Regions from separate parts of the Mus musculus genome. Here regions 2 and 3 are each linked to region 1. The links are chromatin contacts, called in public HiChIP or PLAC-seq and promoter capture Hi-C maps. All regions are on one chromosome and are shown on one strand. The core of a region is the stretch at or near the end of the contact, and the rest is flanking DNA. Distances in the headings are between cores, read along the strand shown.

Region 1 (2,688 bases), core at 99-2,598:
CTGGAGTTACAAAGGAGCAAAGGAAATAATGTTATGGTTGGGGATCTGCACGGCATGAGGAGCTGTGTTAAAGGGCCATGGAGTTAGGAAGGTTGAGAGTCGCGGCTGTAGAAGGTAAGCAGGGCGCTGGAGACTGGGAATTGGGGCCAGCTGCTACACTTCTCTTCAGGATGGCTGCCTACCTGCTGAGAGCTGCTACTTCTGTGCTGGGTGGTCGTCCTCACTCGTGGGTCATCATCCTGAACGATCTCCCCATTGGCCAAGATCCTCACCATTCTCCCTGGACGCTGGGAATTTCTGCTGCGCTGTACCTGCCAATAAATGCATGCCCTTCGATTGATCGTCTAGGGGGCAGATCTTTCCCCTGACCTCAACGGGCCCGCTACAGATAATTGAGAGATTGTTTTTCGGTGGTGATCATATGGTGGCCCACCCTTAGCAGGTGCTTGTCCTATTAACCAAAAGAGGTGGAAAAAATGCAAGGGAGGAAGAGAGGGAGGGTGGGTCCCAGGGCCCTGTCCAAGTGACGCACACCTGTAATCAACACCAGAACTCCAAGGAGGTACAGGCTGGAAGGTCAGGGGTTAAAGGCCAGCTTCTGCTAAGTGAAACCCTGTCTCAAAAAAGAAACAAACAGGAAGGCAGTGTTTTGTATGCTAACGTTAAAACAACAACAACAACAACAAAACCAACCAACAAACAAAACAAACAAACAAAACAAAACAAACAAACAAAAAAAACAGGGTTAGGGTGCGGTTCCTAAGCACTGCCAAAAAGAGCAGGCGCTAATAATCTACGTAGATCCTCTTAGGTCTCCACCCAGGTGGCAGAACCTGGGGACATCACGCTGGGGAGGGTGTACCTGCGCTGCGGAGGGCACGCCCCCTGCCCCTCACCTGCAGGGAACACCCAGGTAAAGGACGAAGTCCAACCTCCCACCACAAGGTGTGTGAGCTGCAGCTGCGGCTCTGGGGGACCCCAGCTTTGCAGCCCCTAAGGGTGACGATAGGCCCGGCACTGTCACCCGAGGAGCGCCTCCGTGTTCATCTCAACCCGCCGGGGCACCGAGGCAGGTTGGGCCCGGGGAGGAGCACAGCGTGGAGCGGGCAGGGTCGCGGTTCTGCGCGACGTCCCGTGCTTTGTCATCCCGCAGGCTGGCCCACCCGCGCCGCTGCAGCGCCTCGGTCAGGCGTGGCTCCAGGCCCCGCAGCGGTGGGAAGGGGTGCGGATCCGGGACCCGGCGCGAACACCACCCACCTGCGCGCACGGTTCCCGGGGCTCGGCGTCCACGGGCGGCCGTTTCCTCCCACCTGACCTCACAGGAAGCGCGCACCGCAGGGGCGAGGCCCGGCTCGGGGCCCCCTCTGCCGGCTGCCGGGGTAACTGCAGCTGCGCATCGGGACTGGAGGAGAAGGGAGGGGAAGGAGGGAGAAGGGAGGACAAGGAGCAGCTAGATTGGGGAGGAAGGACTATCGGGAAGAGATGAGGAGGCTGAGAAGGATTGGGATGGGGAATGTGGGTGAATACATGATGGGGAAGAGGACCAGGGAAGAGGGGATCACATAAAAGCCCAGGACCCGGGATGCCTGGGTTGGGAGAAGAGAAGTAGGCAGAAGGTGAGCCCACTTGTAAACACAAGTCTGCTCAGATCTGCCCAGCTAACTCTGCCTGTTCCACTTGAGAAGGACCCAGCCCCGCCCCTCAGGAGCTCCAAGCTCCTTGGGGACCGAAGAGGTATGAATCACTGGCATGTTCGCTCAGTTTGCAGCATGCTTCCCTCAGAGCGGGTTGGGGGCGGGATCACCAGATTAATTCTTGGTCTCTAGTGAGTCCAGGTGTAGTGGGGAGGAGAAAGGATGGATAGACAGCCTGAAAAGGCAGAGTCAGAGAAGAGACAGGGGACTGGAGGGAAAGTGTGAGACAGGACAGAGAGACTGATAGATGGTTGAGCTTCACAGCCTGATGACTTGAGTTGGATCCCTGGAACCTGCGTGGAGGAAGCAGGGACCTCACTCCCTTTACAACCCTCTGACACTGTTCCGGTAGGAATCCTGAGAGAGTTTTGCAGCCTCACGGAGTGGGAATCTAGGTCAGGCATCTCTGGCGTTGGCTCTGGCTCAAGCCAAGCATCTATCACCTAGAACCACCCAAGAAGAGAGTCTCCTTAAGGTTTGATTTAGATCTGGTTGGCCTTGGTGCTTGTCTGTAAAGAATTGTCCTATTAATTGACCAAGCCCATTGAGGGTGGCACCATTCCCTAGGCTGGACCCTGAGCTATGTAAGAGTAAAGAAAACCAGTGGGGAAGTGAGCAGCCAGCGTTGGTGCCCCGGTTTCTCTCTGCTCTTGATTGGATGTGATGTGATTACTATTTAAGTTTCTGAAGTGACTTCCCCTGAACTGCAATATGGAATTGTTAACCAAAATAAAGCCTTTCCTATAGCCCTAAGTAAATTTTCAGTGAGAGTATTTTACCGTAGAAACAAAAACAAAACAGATAGCCAACAACAACAAATCTGACATCTGGAAGACAGAAAGAGTATAGGAGTATCTGCAAATGAATAATATAAGCAACCAAGTTAAAACATAGGTGAAAGATTTCATCAGGCATATTATAAAAGAAATCTAAATGGCCAGTGAATCTTAAATCTGTGCTCAATGTTACAATTTGGGAACCTTATGAATCATTG
Region 2 (2,688 bases), core at 92-2,591, 330 kb before region 1:
CAGGGCTGCTGTTCTCCATAGGATTGATCGCGCCTGGGGCCTCCTGGGGTGTATGGCTTCTTGCTGTGATTTCCCCTGAAGCCAGCTCACCTGGAGAACTGCTTCAGTTGCTCCAGTCTGGGCAACCTGAGCCCAGTTCCCAATGAGTGCGTCCACTCTTTGGTTTTTTTCACTGGCCCCTTTCCCACTTTCCTCATCCCAAGAGAACCACGGCCCAAACGCTGCAGTAATGGCCAGGCCTAAATCAGGCCCACCCGTGGCTCATTTGAAGCCCAGGCACCATCAGTAATGCTGAACTCGTGAAGAAGGAGGTTCAATTGGCGTTTGGTGGCGGGGGTGGGGTTCGATGCCCCTTTGGCCATTGTTGAGAGGAACAAAGAGGGCAGGAGCTAAGGGCGCCCCCATGAGGAAAGGCGTGGAAAGCCACTCTGGGGAGCCATCCTAGGCTAGCGGGGCTGGAAAGCGGTGCACCTGGATGGCGCTCTGGCAACCGGGGAGGCAGGGCTGATTTCTACCCGCGGCAGCGGCTGCCGCCTTTCCCTGACTTGACTTTGATCCCCCTCTTCTTGATATTGTTACTATTATTTTTGTTATTTTCCCGCGCAAATTAAGCAGCTGGGACCGGTAGGGCGAGCCGCTCAGGGGCCGCCATTTGCCGGTGGAAGCACCGATCGCCCCGGAAAGGGAACCCGAGGGGAGTGCTCGGCCTCAAGTCCTCCTCCGCCCGCGGCTCCCGCAGCATCCCGGCTCCGCGCCCGCGCCGCCCCGGCGTCTCTGCGTCCTCCTCCATTGTCAGCCCCGCGCCCAGCTCGGCACCCCGGAGGCCCTGGTCGCGCGCCCTCGGCCCTTGCGAGCCAGCGTCCCCCTCCCGGTTCCCTCGGCGCCCGGGCGCCTCCCTCCTCCCTCCCCCGCTCCCCGAGCTCCGCATCCAGGGCTCCCGGCACCGCCAGCCTGGCCGCGGGACCCCGCATTTCGGCATCCTCCCTGCTTGGCCCAGGGTGCCCCGGCCCCTCGCCAGCGGCGGGCATCGCGCGGCGTCTTCGGCAAACCCCCCTTTTATCTCCCGAGGAAGCAAGTTGGGCAGATCGATTTATTAATTTCTGTGGCAGAGGTGGGTCGGTGACCGGGGTGCGCCCTCAGGGCTGCAGCGGGGAGGCGCCGTGGCTCCCTTCGGCCCCTGCACTGCCCGGACAAGAGGGTTTTGTTTCCAGACCCCCGGCGCCCCCCGAAACAATGATGCCATGGGCATGGCGGGCTCACCTGGTGCTGCACCGCGGGCTCCGGGCGCCCGGTGGCCTAGTGCGCGCCAATCCCGGCCGCAGGTTCGGCCCGCGTGCCGCCGGTGCTGGGCAGGACCCTGCCTTTCTTGGGGTTGTATCTGTGCGTGTCAATGGCGGCAAGCGGCAGTTCTCCGGGCCGCGGATAGTAGCGGGGGGAGGAGGAGGAGGGAGAAGGGATTGCTCCTTCTCCACATAACCACCTCTAGGAGGAGTCGCTCAGCCTCATCCCCCGCCAGCCCAGGCTCCGCGACGGGTCCGGGGGCTTTCGTGGGGCTTGATGAGCTATTGTCCTTCTGCAGTGGAACCACAGGGCCAGTTCGCGGAGCTGTCGGCTGCGAGGACACCGCTTCCCTAGAGCCCGGCACGGAGGCCTTGTGGTCACCAGCCACAGGCTCCAGATAGCTCGACCCACCTTTGCTGGGCGAAAGAGGTGTGGGCGTTCATCTGCCCATTACGGGATGAGAAGGTGAACGAAAAAAAAAAAAAGCAAGCCACGTTGGATGCAGCCCTGATCTGAAATTACCAAACACGTTACTGTGTCGCGCACGGCGCCGAAGGAACCGAGAATTTATTCTGGTGATTCGCTAGTAGTGATGGAGATCCAGATGTGCTTCCTGGTGGATGAAGACCATGTGCCCCGGCATCATTTAAAAATTGGATTGCGTTAATTTGCCATCTCCCGACGGTTATTGAGGTTAAGCACAAAGAGAGTGTCTAAAGAAGCAATTTTTTGTATTAGTTTCTGGAAAATTCATTGTGATGGCGGTGCAGTGGACAGTATCAGGTGACACTGGGCGCGTGTAGTTGTTTGGTCCCTGATGAAAAACCACGTTGTCTTTTGTACTGTGAACCCTGTCAAGGGCACATGGCTCTAGGGCCAGTCACCGTAAGCATTCAGTTGAATGGACGGTCCATGGTGCCTCAGATTTTTTCCTGCATGAATCAGAGGACTCTGGGAGGAAACCTTTTGATTTCTGCAAAAAAAAAATAAAAAATAAAAAATAAAAAATGTGAAGCCGAGATCTTTAGCATTGAGCGAATGGACTTTGCCCAAACCCGTGACCTTTTGTATGTGTGCTCGCTGCCACAAACTAACTGTACTTGTATCTATGTACACAGTGGGGGACTTTGGGGGTCACCGAAGACCTGTGATTGCCTGGGTGGAGAGAAGTTAGCTACTCAACCACCCTCGCCATTTTATCAGGCGGGCCGCTGGCATTTATAGACCAGTGCTTTCCATTGAGAATGTGTATTTTAAGCTTGAGTGTTTTGCTGAGAACCAGCCATGTCTTTTGCTCTCCCTGCAAACCATGCATGGTTCATTCTGCTGTAAACGTATCTCCCATAATGGGGACCCCACAGTATGAGAGAGAGGACAGCCAGCCCTGAGGCTCCTGCAGAAGCCCTT
Region 3 (2,688 bases), core at 101-2,600, 310 kb after region 1:
GGCTTGCCCTGGCTCTCATGGACTGCAGACAGGCGGCGTTTACCCACTAGCAAAGAAGGGGCTACAAGGGGGCCATACTTCTTCTTTCAAAGTTTGAAAAGCATTTAGAAGGCTAGAGGAGGCATCTGCCAGTTTCAGTGTACTGTTAGTGCCCGGGTGACCTTGGCAGAGTCTGGTTGCCCAGAGGACTCCTGTTGTCAATGGAGATGCTACATCCTCCTCCTTGCAGCTGTCAGCAGCCAGTGAGTGTGACCAGGGACACAGGCTGCACTCATTTTAGCTGCCAGGAGATAATCCTGGTCTCATCAGTCAACTAGAGCCCATCTTGATTTTGTAGCTGGGGCAAAGTAGCCAAAAAACTCTGACCTATTAATAGGACAATAGGACATGCTGAAAATTACAACTGTGTTAAAATGTACATGCCAGCCATGCCGAGTAGGTTGTAATTCCAGGCACTTGGGAGACTGAGATTGTAGTCTCAGACCAGAGTGGGCCATATAAGACCCTGTGTCAAAATCATAAAATAAACCCCAGGTTTTCTCTTGGTGCCTTTATTTCCATTTGATTTCAAACACATGAATAATCGGATGCACTTTTAAAAGTTCTCTTTCTAGCCGGGCGTGGTGGCACACGCCTTTAATCTTAGCACTTGGGAGGCAGAAGCAGGCAGATTTCTGAGTTCGAGGCCACCCTGGTCTACAAAGTGAGTTCCAGGACAGCCAGGGCTATACAAAGAAACCCTGTCTCGAAAAACCAACCAAACAAACAAACAAAAAGATCTCTTTCTTTATAAACGACTCACCTTCGTCGTGGCCTTGCCCCTAAATGGCCCTGAATTGGGCACAAAGTTCCTAGAACTTTTTGAAGACTTCCAATTTCCCATATTTGCCAAGAGGCTCTGACTGAAAGCCGGGACGAGGGACAATGAGCAATGTGGGACACTTACTACCTCTTCCTCCCTGAGACATTCACTGGTATTGGCTCCCTGTATCTTTTCCAATAAAGTCTCTTAAATACTTTTTCCTTTCCTGCTGGGGCTTGAACCCAGGACGTTATAGAAGCTAGGTAAGCACTCTAGAGCTGCCCTCCCCACCCCTGCCCCAGTGCCTTAATTCCTTTTGCTGTTGAGAGGGAGTCTGTTGGGTCTGTCAGCGTAGACTGGGCCAGACACCTCAGCTTCAGAGTCCTTACCTTCTTGATCTGGTCCTCCTTCAGCTTGGTGAAGTAAAACGCCACCAAGTGTACTGCAAACATGTTCCCAAGTGCGGTTGTTCCCGAGAGCGCCGAGTCTTCAGTACACTCTCTGTCTGCGGAGTGCTGCACGCCTCTAGTTTGGGCGGGGAGGTGGGTGCTTGGGCTAAATACTTCCAGCTGCTCGGTTCAATGATTAAACTTCGCCCGTCTTTGGTCCCTCCCTCCGCCACACACTCGATTGTCTAACAGGAGGCTCTGGTGGGAGCTGAAGGTAAGCAGAGGGGAAGGCTGGGGATTGATGGCTCACTTGACTATTTGAGAACTGAGCATCGAGAAAATCTTGTTGCTAAGTGACACACTAAGGCCTGTGCTCTAAGACCACTCAGCTAAGGAAAAGCTTGTGAGAAGTTGGGGGTGGGGTGGGGGGAGCAAAACAGAGCCAATTTATGAACTAAATCCCAGTTCCAGAATTCCTCTTCTCAGCGAGGCAACAGGACTGTAGACTCCTGGTATCCTAGGCAGCGTCTTTGGTTTTGTTTTTTGTTTCCAGATGGGTTTCACTGGTATTGGCTCCCTGTATCTTTTCCAATAAAGTCTCTTAAATACTTTTTCCTTTCCTGCTGGGGCTTGAACCCAGGACGTCATAGAAGCTAGGTAAGCACTCTAGAGCTGCCCTCCCCACCCCTGCCCCAGTGCCTTAATTCCTTTTGCTGTTGAGAGGGAGTTCGTGTTATAAGGAGTACTGTGTAAAACTGGCTGCTCTGGCTGTGGACCAGGCTGGCCTCGAACTCAGAGATCCACCTGCCTCTGCCTCCCGAGTACTGGGATTAAAGCTGTGTGCCACTGCTGCCTGGCTTCTGAGGCACCATCTTAACTAAGGCTAAGCAGTGTCCTGGTCCTGCAGATTCAAAAAAAAAAAAAAATGCTGAGACAATTCCTCTACTGTGGCAGATAAGCTAATGAGAAGTAATCAATACTCCACAGTGGTAAGCCAGACAGCCTTTAGTAGCTTGGGGCTGCTCTCTCTCTCTCTCTCTCTCTGTGTGTGTGTGTGTGTGTGTGTGTGTGTGTGTGTTGGGAGGTGGGGGCATTAAGAATGGAAGCCACCAGGCCCTGCTGGAGTGCTGCGCAGGAAGGATGTACTACCATTGAGACACCTGGTTTCTTGCCCTCTGCTCTCACCATGCGTGGTATGAGAAGGATCTGCCACATGGGAACACAACCTTTTGCAGTCCTCCCAGCCACTGGCTGGTTAGTGAATTCAGTGATGGCCAGCAAGGCCATCCACTCCAGGATGGGATATGAGATTATGACAAGGAGTGGGCAGAAGGAAAACAACCAAAATCAAAGACTTCTACAGTGTCCAGTAGCCTGGGAGTGAGGCAGGCAGGCAGGCAGCCTATGGGATTTCACTGAGGCAAAGGACAGCAAAGGCTGTTCGTGTTATAAGGCGTACTGTGTGTTGTCTAAGCACAGGAGAGCATGTCCCCTTCA

Evidence for each region. HiChIP or PLAC-seq counts read pairs in DNA pulled down with a chosen protein or histone mark. Capture Hi-C pulls out chosen DNA fragments and counts their contacts.
Region 2: a contact with region 1 is called in an H3K4me3 HiChIP or PLAC-seq map of forebrain, with 6 times the contacts expected there. The contact joins the promoter of Macroh2a2 here to the promoter of Fam241b in region 1. A contact is called at or near these places in 14 of 39 promoter capture datasets (the 3T3-L1 cell line, the HPC-7 cell line, cranial neural crest and 8 more), 2 of 484 Hi-C or Micro-C datasets (the HL-1 cell line and cerebral cortex), 16 of 115 datasets of contacts at active chromatin or transcription factors (acute myeloid leukemia, craniofacial prominence, differentiating embryonic stem cells and 8 more) and 2 of 9 other capture datasets (adipose tissue and embryonic stem cells).
Region 3: a promoter capture Hi-C map of adipose tissue shows a contact between it and region 1. The contact joins the promoter of Hkdc1 here to the promoter of Fam241b in region 1. A contact is called at or near these places in 16 of 39 promoter capture datasets (the 3T3-L1 cell line, the C10 cell line, cranial neural crest and 8 more), 15 of 484 Hi-C or Micro-C datasets (Sertoli cells, cerebellar granule neurons, cerebral cortex and 5 more), 2 of 115 datasets of contacts at active chromatin or transcription factors (embryonic basal ganglia and embryonic forebrain) and 3 of 9 other capture datasets (adipose tissue, embryonic stem cells and macrophages).

Annotation. Positions count from the first base shown.
Region 1 is chr10:62,109,702-62,112,389 of GRCm38.p6, forward strand. It overlaps Fam241b (family with sequence similarity 241, member B), which reads right to left and starts at 1,349. Exons shown (of 4, transcript NM_027251.4): 1 at 1,258-1,349; 2 at 535-613; 3 at 183-311. The coding sequence starts at 275.
Region 2 is chr10:61,782,523-61,785,210 of GRCm38.p6, forward strand. Macroh2a2 (macroH2A.2 histone) reads right to left here and starts at 1,342. Exons shown (of 9, transcript NM_207000.2): 1 at 1,261-1,342. Gm2137 (basic proline-rich protein) reads left to right here. Exons shown (of 3, transcript XM_006514419.2): 2 at 629-1,111; 3 at 1,580-2,300. The coding sequence ends at 1,750.
Region 3 is chr10:62,421,107-62,423,794 of GRCm38.p6, forward strand. Hkdc1 (hexokinase domain containing 1) reads right to left here and starts at 1,351. Exons shown (of 18, transcript NM_145419.1): 1 at 1,192-1,351. The coding sequence starts at 1,254. It overlaps Gm30322 (a long non-coding RNA gene), which reads left to right and starts at 1,400. Exons shown (of 3, transcript XR_380484.3): 1 at 1,400-1,465.